Regions from separate parts of the Mus musculus genome. Here all the other regions are linked to region 1. The links are chromatin contacts, called in public ChIA-PET and promoter capture Hi-C maps. All regions are on one chromosome and are shown on one strand. Each heading gives the region's core, a stretch centred on a gene start, on an enhancer-like site or on the middle of the called end of the contact. The rest is flanking DNA. Distances are from core to core; before and after follow the strand shown.

The links. Promoter capture Hi-C pulls out the DNA fragments that hold promoters and counts their contacts. ChIA-PET counts read pairs in DNA pulled down with a chosen protein or histone mark.
Region 2: a contact with region 1 is called in a promoter capture Hi-C map of pre-B cells, with 6 times the contacts expected there. The contact joins the promoter of Hmox2 here to the promoter of Crebbp in region 1. A contact is called at or near these places in 2 of 39 promoter capture datasets (liver and pre-B cells), 1 of 484 Hi-C or Micro-C datasets (embryonic stem cells) and 2 of 115 datasets of contacts at active chromatin or transcription factors (embryonic stem cells and pancreatic cancer cells).
Region 3: an RNA polymerase II ChIA-PET map of memory CD8 T cells shows a contact between it and region 1, with 30 read pairs. The contact joins the promoter of Cdip1 here to the promoter of Crebbp in region 1. A contact is called at or near these places in 5 of 39 promoter capture datasets (the 3T3-L1 cell line, cranial neural crest, liver and 1 more), 1 of 484 Hi-C or Micro-C datasets (cardiomyocytes) and 3 of 115 datasets of contacts at active chromatin or transcription factors (memory CD8 T cells, pancreatic cancer cells and thymic regulatory T cells).

The regions. Positions count from the first base shown.
Region 1 is chr16:4,212,063-4,215,525 of GRCm38.p6, forward strand. It overlaps Crebbp (CREB binding protein), which reads right to left and starts at 1,342. Exons shown (of 31, transcript NM_001025432.1): 1 at 1,077-1,342. The coding sequence starts at 1,161.
Region 2 is chr16:4,724,356-4,727,911 of GRCm38.p6, forward strand. It overlaps Hmox2 (heme oxygenase 2), which reads left to right and starts at 2,006. Exons shown (of 6, transcript NM_001136066.2): 1 at 2,006-2,116.
Region 3 is chr16:4,788,355-4,791,851 of GRCm38.p6, forward strand. Cdip1 (cell death inducing Trp53 target 1) reads right to left here and starts at 1,587. Exons shown (of 6, transcript NM_025670.5): 1 at 1,477-1,587.

The sequences.
Region 1 (3,463 bases), core at 92-2,591:
CTCATTTCTACATTAACATTCTCCTTTCATGACTGGATTTCAGGAGCACTTCAAACTGAAGCCGTGAAATCTAAGTTTTGTTTCAAAAGCAGAAATATTTTTAAATACACTTGTATAAAGTCACAGAGTTCCACAACTTGAACATCTGTATCTAGCGCCAATCTGCAGGCAGCAATGTAATTTGATTTGGACCCATTCATCAGAAACTGATTTTCAGATGCCGCTACAAGTACGTACTGGAAAAGTGCTAGCTGCGCTGAGCCGGCATTGTTCACAGCAGCATACGAGTTTATATTTCGAAGGAGAGCTTAAAAGGGGAAATACGAATAATTGGCAAGGTTATCAGAGCTGTCCAGAAGTACTCTGAATTACTGAATGAACAGGGAAGTCTTGGGTACCCGATCCGATCACCTAAGAAAGTTTGCACGGAAGCTATTTTGTGAGTTGGGGAAAAGATTTAAGATTATCTTGCTTTTCTCTTTCCCTGAAAGATTCAAAGTCCTTAATTTTTTAATTTTTCATCTCCAGTGTAAAACCATTCCAACCTCAAAGGCAGACTGGAGCCCAAATGGACTTTTAAAAGCCTGCTAGCTTCTTTTTAAGGTTACGTATGTAAATGAAAGACACCACAGCAACTTTGATGACAACTCGCACATGAGGTTTGGGGTTTTGGAGAAAAAAAAATACTAGGTGATCAAAAAAAAAAAAAAATCAAGACTTTCTAAATAACCACTAAGCGTTTTCCCAAGCAACACATTCCAAGAAACTTCTCCGTCGCAACTCGTCGCAACTAAGAAGGCAGCAGCTGTGTCCGCGACTGCACCGCCTAGAGTGGGGGGTCCGATCCTGAAAGCCCTCATTGCCTCTGGTCGCATTCTCTTACTCCAAACCTCCAAGGTCCCCTCCGCTGTCATCCCGGCCGGCCACGCGTGCGGACACTAGACCGCGCCCCCGCTTCACTTTTCCTCCCGACCAGGGAAGCGCATCCCAAGGCCCGGGACAGAGTCTCTGGCCACTGCGACCCTCAACCCCCTCCCTGCCCCGAACTCTGACAGCGAGCCTAGACCCAGCCTCACCTGTGTTGTCATTCGCGGAGAAGCCGGGCGAGCTGAGTTTGGCTCGTTTGGGGTTGGGCGGTCCGTCCAGCAAGTTCTCGGCCATCTTCACCTGCTCGCGGAAACAGCCCTGAGCGCGGGCGGCGCGACGCGGCCCGGACGGGGGTCGGGCCGGCGGCTGCGAGCAGGCGAGCCAGCGAGGAGCGAGCGCAGGAGCGCGGGCCGGGCCGCGGAGGGCGCAGGCCGGGTGGGGGAGGCGGCGGCCAAATCTCAGCCTCAGCAACAGCGCCCCGCAGCGCTCACCGCCCGCCCCCGGCCGCCGCCGCCGCCGGCCGCGGCCCCCTCATCCCCTGCCCGCCTCCCGAGCGCGACACTCCGCGGCCCGGGCACCCAAGCGGCCCGGCCGCCTCCGCGGGCCCGGCTGGCAGCGACGGCGCCCGGCCCCGCGGCTCAGGCGGCGCCCGGGAACATGGTGGTACCGCCGCCGCCTCGCCGCCACCCCCCCCCCCCGCGCGCCCCACTTAATGAATTCGCCCGCGGCCGGACGACCGGGGGGCTTTGGGCTCCGCCGCCCGCCCGCGGCCCGCCGCCGCCGTGAGGAAAAACAATGCGCCGAGCGGGGCCGCCGCCGCGCCGCGGCCCCCCCACCCCGTGCCGCCGCCGCCGCCGCCGCCGCCGCCGGGCTCCGGGAGGCCGAGACGAGAGGCGAGCGGGGCCGCCGGGGCGGGCGCCGAGGGCCGGGCGGAGCGGGCCGGCCAGGCGGAGCGGGGTGCGCGGGCGGTTGTGGGGCCCGGGACCGGCGGGGCCGAGTAGATCGCGCTCGAAGCCCCGGTCGGATCCGCGACAAGATGGCGGCTGTTGATTCCTCAATTAAAAAAAAAAAGAAAGTTTTTTTTCTTCTCTTTCCAGAGCCTGAACGGGGAGGGGGAGGGGGCGGGGCACGCTTGTACGTCACCCCCCCCGCGGCGTCACCACGCACGGCCCCCGCCCCGCCCCTCCACCTGCGCCGGCCGCGGCGGAAAGAGCCGAGCGCGCTCGGGTGGAAGGGTCGAAGGCACGGCGGCGATGCGTGAGGCGACGGGCTGCGGTGCTAGGCCCGGCCTGCGGGACGCCAAGTGCGCAGAGCAGACGGCCACTTTTGTTCTGACGCTGTCAGTAACGCGGCACGCGCGGGGAGGGCGCCCTGGGCTCGAGCCTAGACCCCCCCCCCCGCCAGGCTCGGAGTCAGCGCTGATCCGGGCCCAGCCCGTCCGGTCCCGCCCCGCCCCGGCAGCTCTGGCTCTTCGCAGCTCCTTGCTTGCGAGCCTCCAGGGTGACATCGGACTAAGAAGACGCCACCGCAACCTGCGCCTCTTCCCCGCGCCCTATGCTAGTAATGGCGAAGTGGCGCCTGCAGGTTACAGAGGGTCCTCGGGTCTGTGTGCAGATGGGGAAACTGAGGCAGGAAGGGGCAAAGCAACTTTCTCTAAGATCACTGAGGGAGAAAATGACAGGCCGAGAGTCCACCCCTTCCTTGTGCTTCCCAAGTTTGCAAGGGCACCGCAAGGCTCTTGAGCGCCCACTCCCAAGCCCAAAAACGATAGGGCCAGGTCCAATGTCCAACGCTGTCACCTGAAGGGAGAGGCTGTCAGCTCTACCTCCTGGATCTGAGATGGGCCCAGGTACCAAGACCAAGGGCTTCGATCTCCTAAGGGTACTCCTTACTTCGGACAACCACCCTGGCTTTGGCAGGTACCCAGAAAAATGTAGGATCACAGGGAGACCCTCTCACTTGGGTGTGCCACACACCTCCTCAAAAACTAAAGTTTTCCCATCTCTGTTAACACTCTCTCAAAACCTGCCAGCTTGACTCGGAAGTCCTTATCTTCCAGGTATCAGCAGCACCCCTATTTCCTAAGCGAGAAACCTGTGAGTCAGACCCCTCCTTCCCTCCCCATCCACCCACGATGCAGCTAGTCTCCCCCACATTCTTTACCTGAAGAATGAGCTCCTCCACCTTACACCGCAGCCACCTGCTGTGTTGTCCATCATGGTGCCTGCTGTCCTTTGACTGAGGCAACTTCTTACATAAACTTTTCTTGTGTTTCATGTTGTTCAGCACACAGCCACAAAACTACCTTTTGGGGGGGGGATCTCCCTTGGTGATCTTAGAGAAAGTTGCTTTGCCCCTTCCCGCCTCAGTTTCCCCATCTGCACACAGACCGGAGGACCTTGTGTAAACTGCAGGCACCACTTTGACATCACTAGTATAGCATGAAGGGACTAGGCGCAGGCCTACCTGCAACAAATGGCTCCTATACAAAGAACAAGAAAAACACTAAGAACATATATAAAATAGACAGACACATGCATATAACAGTGGTTGGGCCAGGATTGAGTGATGCACATTTATCTTAACTGTTCAAAAC
Region 2 (3,556 bases), core at 756-3,255, 510 kb after region 1:
ACACTGGACCGTCCTGAACATCTTTGCTTACTTTTAGAACCACAAACATTAGAAGGAGTGCTTGCCTTTAGCTAAGTGTTAGTGTTAAAATCACTAACAGTGGTTTTAACAGCCATTGACTTTACCAGAGTCCAACACCTGTATAGTGCCTCAATAAGAGATGGGTCTCTTTAATCTATCTTGCTTCCAACTGGCACCCATCAAGTGCCCTAATGATCACACCTACCCCCAGGAGAACACCTGACTGCCTCTACTTTGTTAAAAAGCCCTACTGAGCTGGCAGTGGTGGCGCATGCCTTTAATCCCAGCACTTGGCAGAGGCAGGCAGACTTCTGAGTTTGAGGCCAGCCTGGTCTGCAGAGTTTCAGGACAGCCAGAGCTACATATTGAGATCCTGTCTAGAAAAACAAAACAAAAGGAAGCCATAGGGACTGAAGGACCTTAAATCGTTATGATATTAGGACACCCATTGGTGCCAGGACAGATCTAGCAATGAATAAATTAGGTAAGAAAAGAGGTGGTACTCTGGTTTTTGGAAATGTTCACCATGAAAAGCTCTGATAATATAGCACAGTGGAGAGTTCTTGTCTAGCATGCTGGAGATCCTGGATTCAATCCCTAGTAGTGTGTCCTCTTTCAACAACAACAACAACAACAACAACAACAACACAGAAAAGAAGGCTCTGAGGAGAGCTTACATAAACTACTTTCTTGTAACTCTGTCCCAATAAAATCCAACACCCTGGTCCTGCTCATGCAGAAACTGCCTTCATACTTTGGTCATCAATTAGATTATCTAGGCTGCTTCCAGAACTTGTTGTTTTTTTTGTGAATAGTGTTGAGTAGGAAAAGATTCTGCAAATTTGGTTAAAGCTTCTAGTGTGGAAATCTTCCTAGCTTGTGGGTGCATCGTGCACCTGAATAATAGAGAGGTAGAAAGAGAACATTTGTTGGGTTGGGGAGACATAACTCTGCAAAAGTAAGGAACTTTTCTATGTCCTCCTTGCTTAATGACACGGAGACCTTTATATTTATTATAAAGGTGAGGCGCAGAGCCAGGCAGACTCTAAGCTATTCTAACCAAGTATGCTGGCCTACTTCCCAGCCATGTGGACCTTTCCTGCCTTCTCAGGCTTGCTCTGGCTCCTCCTCCTTCATTCCTGTTCGGATTCCTGTCTCCCTTCTCTCCCACCTGAGATGCTCTCTCTGTCTCTGGCCTCAGAAGTCCTGCCATATCCTCTCCTGCCCAGCCATAGGCTATTAAGCTCTTTATTTAACCAATCAGGAGGTGATAGAGAATAATATTTTATAAAATACTGAGTCATACTAAAGTCGAGACTGGAGCTGGACCTCTGGGTACAGGAATCAGACAGAATACAGAGTGCACAGAAATGTCCCTCAGCATAACTCAGTAAGAGAGCTTACTCAAAATCTAGAATTCCATCTCCAGCACAAAACCAAACCAAAACTTTAATAGTTAAAAAAGTAATTAAGTGCTGGGCAGTGAGTGGTGGTGCATGCATTTAATAACCCCAGCACTTGGGAGGCAGAGGCAGGCGAATTTCTAAGTTCGAGGCCAGCCTGGTCTACAGAGTGAGTTCCAGGACAGCCAGGGCTATACAGAGAAACCCTGTCTCGAAACACCCCGCCCCCCCAAAAAGAATCTATTAATTCTTCCCCAACAAGTTACATTCCCAACCCTTTTGTGTTTTTGTTTGAGCACTGACAAATGCTCACACTGTAGCCCAGGTTGCTCTTGAATTCTCCAGGTTGCTCTTGAATTCTCCAGCCTCAACCCCACCCCTGTCCCCCACCGAGTGCTGGGATTCCAGGCTTGAGCCCCCACTCTCGATCAACAAGCAGTTGGCTTTGGCTGACACGCTTCCTTCCTCTCCGGTTAACATTACTACTCCCCACTCCCGAAGCTTTCTCAGAAGGCAGTGTCGGCTCGCCCAAGAGCCTCCCGCTAGCTGCCGTGCGCCTGGGGGCGTGGCCTGGTGACTCCGCCCCTCGCTGCGTGCGCACGTCCTACCGTCCTGGCGCTCGCCCTCTCGGCTGCGAAGGTACAGAGAGAGTCGCAGACGCGGAGACTGACTGACCTGCGGAGCCACTGACGGTGAGTGGTCCGCTCTGTGCCCCGTCCTCCCCTCCCGGGTCCTTGCATGGCGGCGGCCTTCTTCGAAGCTCTGCTCCGCTGTCCCCCCGCGACTCGTCCTCAGCCTGAGGGGACGTCGGGCGGGGGGTGGCCGGAAGCGGGCTGAGGCGGGCGAGCGAGCGAGCGGGAGACTGGGGGTCGGAGAGGGGCCACCGAGCGGGCCTTGAGCGTCAAATGAGCCCGAAACCGCGGACGTCGCGCTCTAGACGGCTTTGAGCTCCATCCCCAAGAGTCCTCTGGTGTTCCCGTGGGGCATAGCCCCTCCCAGCGTCACGAATGCTCTTGAGGTGACTCCGGGGTCGAAGTTAGTGCAGCAGCGCAGCACATGAGCCTACCTGAGGTCCCGGAGGAGCCCGGGGCGTGGCGGCCTTGTTGGCCAGCCTTCAGTGGCTCCCCTCGGTGGCAAGATCCCTTAGAATCCCTGTGGGGACTTGATGAGTGACCTGTGGTTCTGAGTGCAAGACTGGGAGGACTCAGTCGTAGATGTAGCCGGTTGGTCTGGCCCAGGAGGTCACCTGTCACCACCAAAGCACAGAGCTCCAGGTGACTTAATTGCTCTGTAAGAACTGCCTGGACCGCCTTGCACACTGCTTGCACAAGGACTGTCTTGTGTCATGCCGTTTAAATTGGTTCTGAAGGACCAGTTGTGGCCTGTGTTCAATTGTGGGCACCGCAAACTCAACTAGAGAAGGGAGTGTTCCCGAAAGACAGAAATATCATATACTGTCCAGTTGAGGGAGAGCGCTTGCTCTCCAGTCCTTTCTAAATCCTTGAGTGTTTTACTACCTATAAAGTGAGAATATTAAGAGACTCGTGAAGTAAATCCACGAACATTCCACAGGCGAGATAACAGCACTGAAGATCTTAGTTATGCATAGACATCCTGTGATTTTTTCAGAAGTGGATTAGAGATTAGAAATGGTTTTGTTTAAGTGGTCATACTGGCCTTAAACAGTCTAGTCATGTAGAAGGTTTTGTGCGTTCCTATTTCTGGTATAGTGCTTCAGTTTATAATAGTTATTATAAATGTCATTTAATACATAATTATTAAGAAAGTTTTTTTTGGCGGTGCAGTTTGAACAAGATGAGCATGTATTTTACTACTGAGCCCACAACCCTACCCAGTGTTTTGTGTTTTGAGAAGGAAATCTTGCCATGTAGTGTGCACTAACTGAATTTGAGATCCTCAGGCTCCTAACTGTTAGGATTATGATGAGCTTGCACTATAGTGCCCAGCCTAAATCTTTTTTTCCCCCCTTTGAGTCAGGCTCTCTCAAAATTATTTAGTCCTGTCTTTAAACTTTCTCTATAGACAGGCCTCAACTCACAGAGATCCCACTGCCTCTGCCTCCTCTGTGCTGGGATTAAGGTGGGTACATCATGCTGTTTTGTCAATGTTTT
Region 3 (3,497 bases), core at 337-2,836, 580 kb after region 1:
CTTAAAAAACATCCATGGCACCAGTAGGTTCAAAATGGGCAAGCTTGAAACATACAAAAGAGCCAAGAGAACAAGGCCAAGGACTGAACAAGCAGACAACTCACTTTAATTATTGCCAGCATAATCTGCTGGGACAACCAGGCCTCTGGGACACATTCCATTTTCTCTCTCTCAAAACAGTTTTGTCCCCTGAAGTGTTCTTTACACATTCCCTCTTTCTTCTGGTCAGCTACCTTCTCAACATCCATGTAAAGGTCTTTCCTGGTTCTAAAAACACATCCTATAGAAACCCTCCAAAACCCTTTGGATCGTCAGGACTGGGAGGCAGACTGATTTTCAAATAGCCAAGGGGAAAAAAAAAATCAATAAGCAACAAGATTTCTAAGTCTAGTTAATAATATGTAAGCTTTACTAGGAATGGAAATATACTATTATCTGCATGTACTTTGGCATGAAAATAAAAGACTGAAGGATAAGTACCCAATAAAGATATTAATTGTACATTCTAGGTGGTAGTCCATAGGTGTGCACTGTAAAGTTCAACGGTTTTTGTATGCTTTGAATTTTTCCTAACTAATGTCAAGGTAGAGGAGGTCTTTGAGATAGTGAGTGACCAAAAATATCTTTCTTATTATGAGCAGAGAGCAAGAAGAGCAGACATGTTCACCTCTTTCTTCCCACCCAACTCTGGTCAGCACCAACAAGCTAAGGACCAGAAAGAGCAGTCCTATTTGCCCAGAAAATGCCCTGTTTGGAGTACACTACAAAACTGATATAAAAACTACTGCATGCCCTCTCCCCAAAGTCCCTGATCCTTACTCCCAAGACACAGATTCTCAGTTCCAAGTGTGCATGAGAATTTCTGGAGAGCTTACTAAATGCAGATTTCTGGGCCTTACCCCATAAATACTCAAATCAGATCCTGGGGAATGGGGAAAGTCCAGGTCTTTCTGATACAGAGGATCCTATCCTGATCACTCCATCTTCCTTGACACCTGTTGAGAGGTCCCAGGAGACCCACCTTCTCCAAGGTCCTGGATGGCTTGGGGCTTCGCCAGCCCCTCGCCTTCCTAACGTCCTGCCGGAGCGCCACGTAGAGCCAAGTCTAGACCTGCAAACCGGCGGGGGAAAGAGGGCGAGACGGCCTCCTCCAGGACCGCCAAGGTCACCCGCGGGTCTCTGAGGCTTACCTCAGGGATCCTCCCCGACCGATCGCCGTTCCTCAACCCTCCATACCCCGAGGAAAATGGCTCGTACAGCCGTCGCTTACAGAAAAGTAGAAAGGCGTGATAATCACCCGAGTGGGCTGGCCCTTCTCTGGCTGATATCCCCTGTCTGCAGGCCCAGTTCGCTCGGGGCCCTGGAATGCTAGCCCTCGCAGCCCCGCAGCTGCAGCCACGCCGAAATCAACTGCCCTGATTTTGCGTGGCGTTTCGGAGGGAACGGACTCCACCACGACAACCCAGGCCCGTTTACCTCGAAATCCAGAAGCCTGAGGCCAGAGGGACAGAGATCTGCAGTGGTCCGGCCCGCTGCTCCGAGGAGCCCCTCTACCAGAGGACTCGCAGCACTCACCGCCCCCGCACCGAGAGGACCCTGGAATTTGTAGTCTTTCGGCGCACCCGCAGCATTCCCTGAGGCGGGAGCCTACAGCTCCCGGCACCCACCGCGCGGCGGGTGAGGGCGGAGCTCGGCGGGCTAGGTCACGCGGGCGGAGGGTTTCGAAGCCTAGCCCCCGCCTCGGCGTGTGAGAGGGGTCCCTTCGGAAGCCGCTTGGAAGTCTCAGAGGTGACTCACCGTCAGTTCCAGCCCCTCACCGGCCAAGCGCTGCCGCAGGAAAGGCTGCCTCAGCCCCGTAGCTGTCCAGAGGGAACCGCAAGGCTGTGGAGAAAGGCCCAACCTCCTGGCCTCTCGCCTTAGGGCGGGGCTTCGCGCCTCACGCAATGAGCTTGGATGACGTCAGTGGAGGCCCGTTGCGGGTGGGAGACGAACGAGTGGTAGTTCCCCAGGCCTTTATGATGGGGGGGGGAAAGGCTCGAAAGAAAGATGGTGGTGCTAGCGCTCCCTCAGGCCAGCCAGCCAGGCGTGCTGCGCACCCCAAGAGTTGAGGGAGAGCTACCACCCTTGCCCTAAGCTGCCTGGGCTTTCATGAAGCTGTGAACCACACCAGCTGTCCCTGCCCTCACACAGATTCCACTCTGACAGACAATACACAAATAAGCCACAAAATGACCAGCATCTCAAAGGAAAGCAACAGGATGTCCCAACAGAATTAGAGTGTTGCCTCTGAGTAGGGAAGGTAGGAAAGGCTATGTTGGGATGAGGTGTGAAGTAAAGAAAGAGACTGGCAGTCGTGGCGCACGCCTTTAATCCCAGCCCTCGGGAGGCAGAGGCAGGCAGGTTTCTTAGTTCGAGGCCAGCCTGGTCTACAGAGTGAGTTCCAGGACAGCCAGGGCTATACAGAGAACTCTGTCTCCAAAAAACAAACAACAACAACAACAAAAAAAAACAAAAACAAAAAAAAAAAGAAAGAAAAGAAAGAAGACTGGTATAGATGAACTTTTGAAAGGCACTTTGGCCAGCAAGGTGAAGACTGGAAGACAGCACCAAGGTCATCAATGAAGTTTGGATTTATTGCACATGGAAACTAAAGCTCTCTTCTTTTTCTTTTGTATTTGTGTGTGTGTGAGGCACGCATGTATGTCAAAGGGCAACTTTCAGGAGTCAGGCCTCCTTCCAGCATGTGGGCTTTGGTTCTCACTCAGGTCTTCCAAAATGGCAAAGACCCATGAGCCATCTCACGGATCCTTTTGTATGTTTAGGCAGGGTGTTCCTCTGAGTCTTTCAGGCTCACAACCATCCTCCTACCGCTCAGTCTGTCAAGTGCTGGGATTACAGGCAGGGAGACATCACAATTTGAGGAGTTTTAAGCATTAGAACTACAACTGAGTTTCATTGGTCACGGGTTTTGTACTGCACATTTCATCTGACCAGTAACATATTATTCCAAAATCAATACTTGTATTTTCACGTTTATTCATGGACATATGGATCCTGTGCATTGTTAACTGAGGTTAATTAAGAGCAACCTGTTAACAAAATATTGCATGTATAGTGTTAGTGGTTTTGTTGTTTAAAATGGCCCTAAGGGTAGAGTTGAAGTGCCATCTAGTGTTTCTAAGTAAAACTAGATTTGATGTCCTTTGTGTGAATTATACCCGTTAATGATTAACTTGGAATTACCAGTAATCATCAGTGTAACATTAAAGAAATAAAAGCACTTCCCCTTTGAGTCCTTCAATCAAGAACAAGCTCAGAGTTTTTTGTTTTTGTTTTTTCATTTATTTTATGTATAAGTTCTCTATCTGCATGTACACCTGCATGCCAGAAGAGAGCATTAGATCACATTACAGATGGTTGTTAGCCATCATGTGGTTGCTGGGAATTGAACTCAGGACCGCTGGAAGAGCAGCAATTCCTGAGCCAGTTCTCTAGCT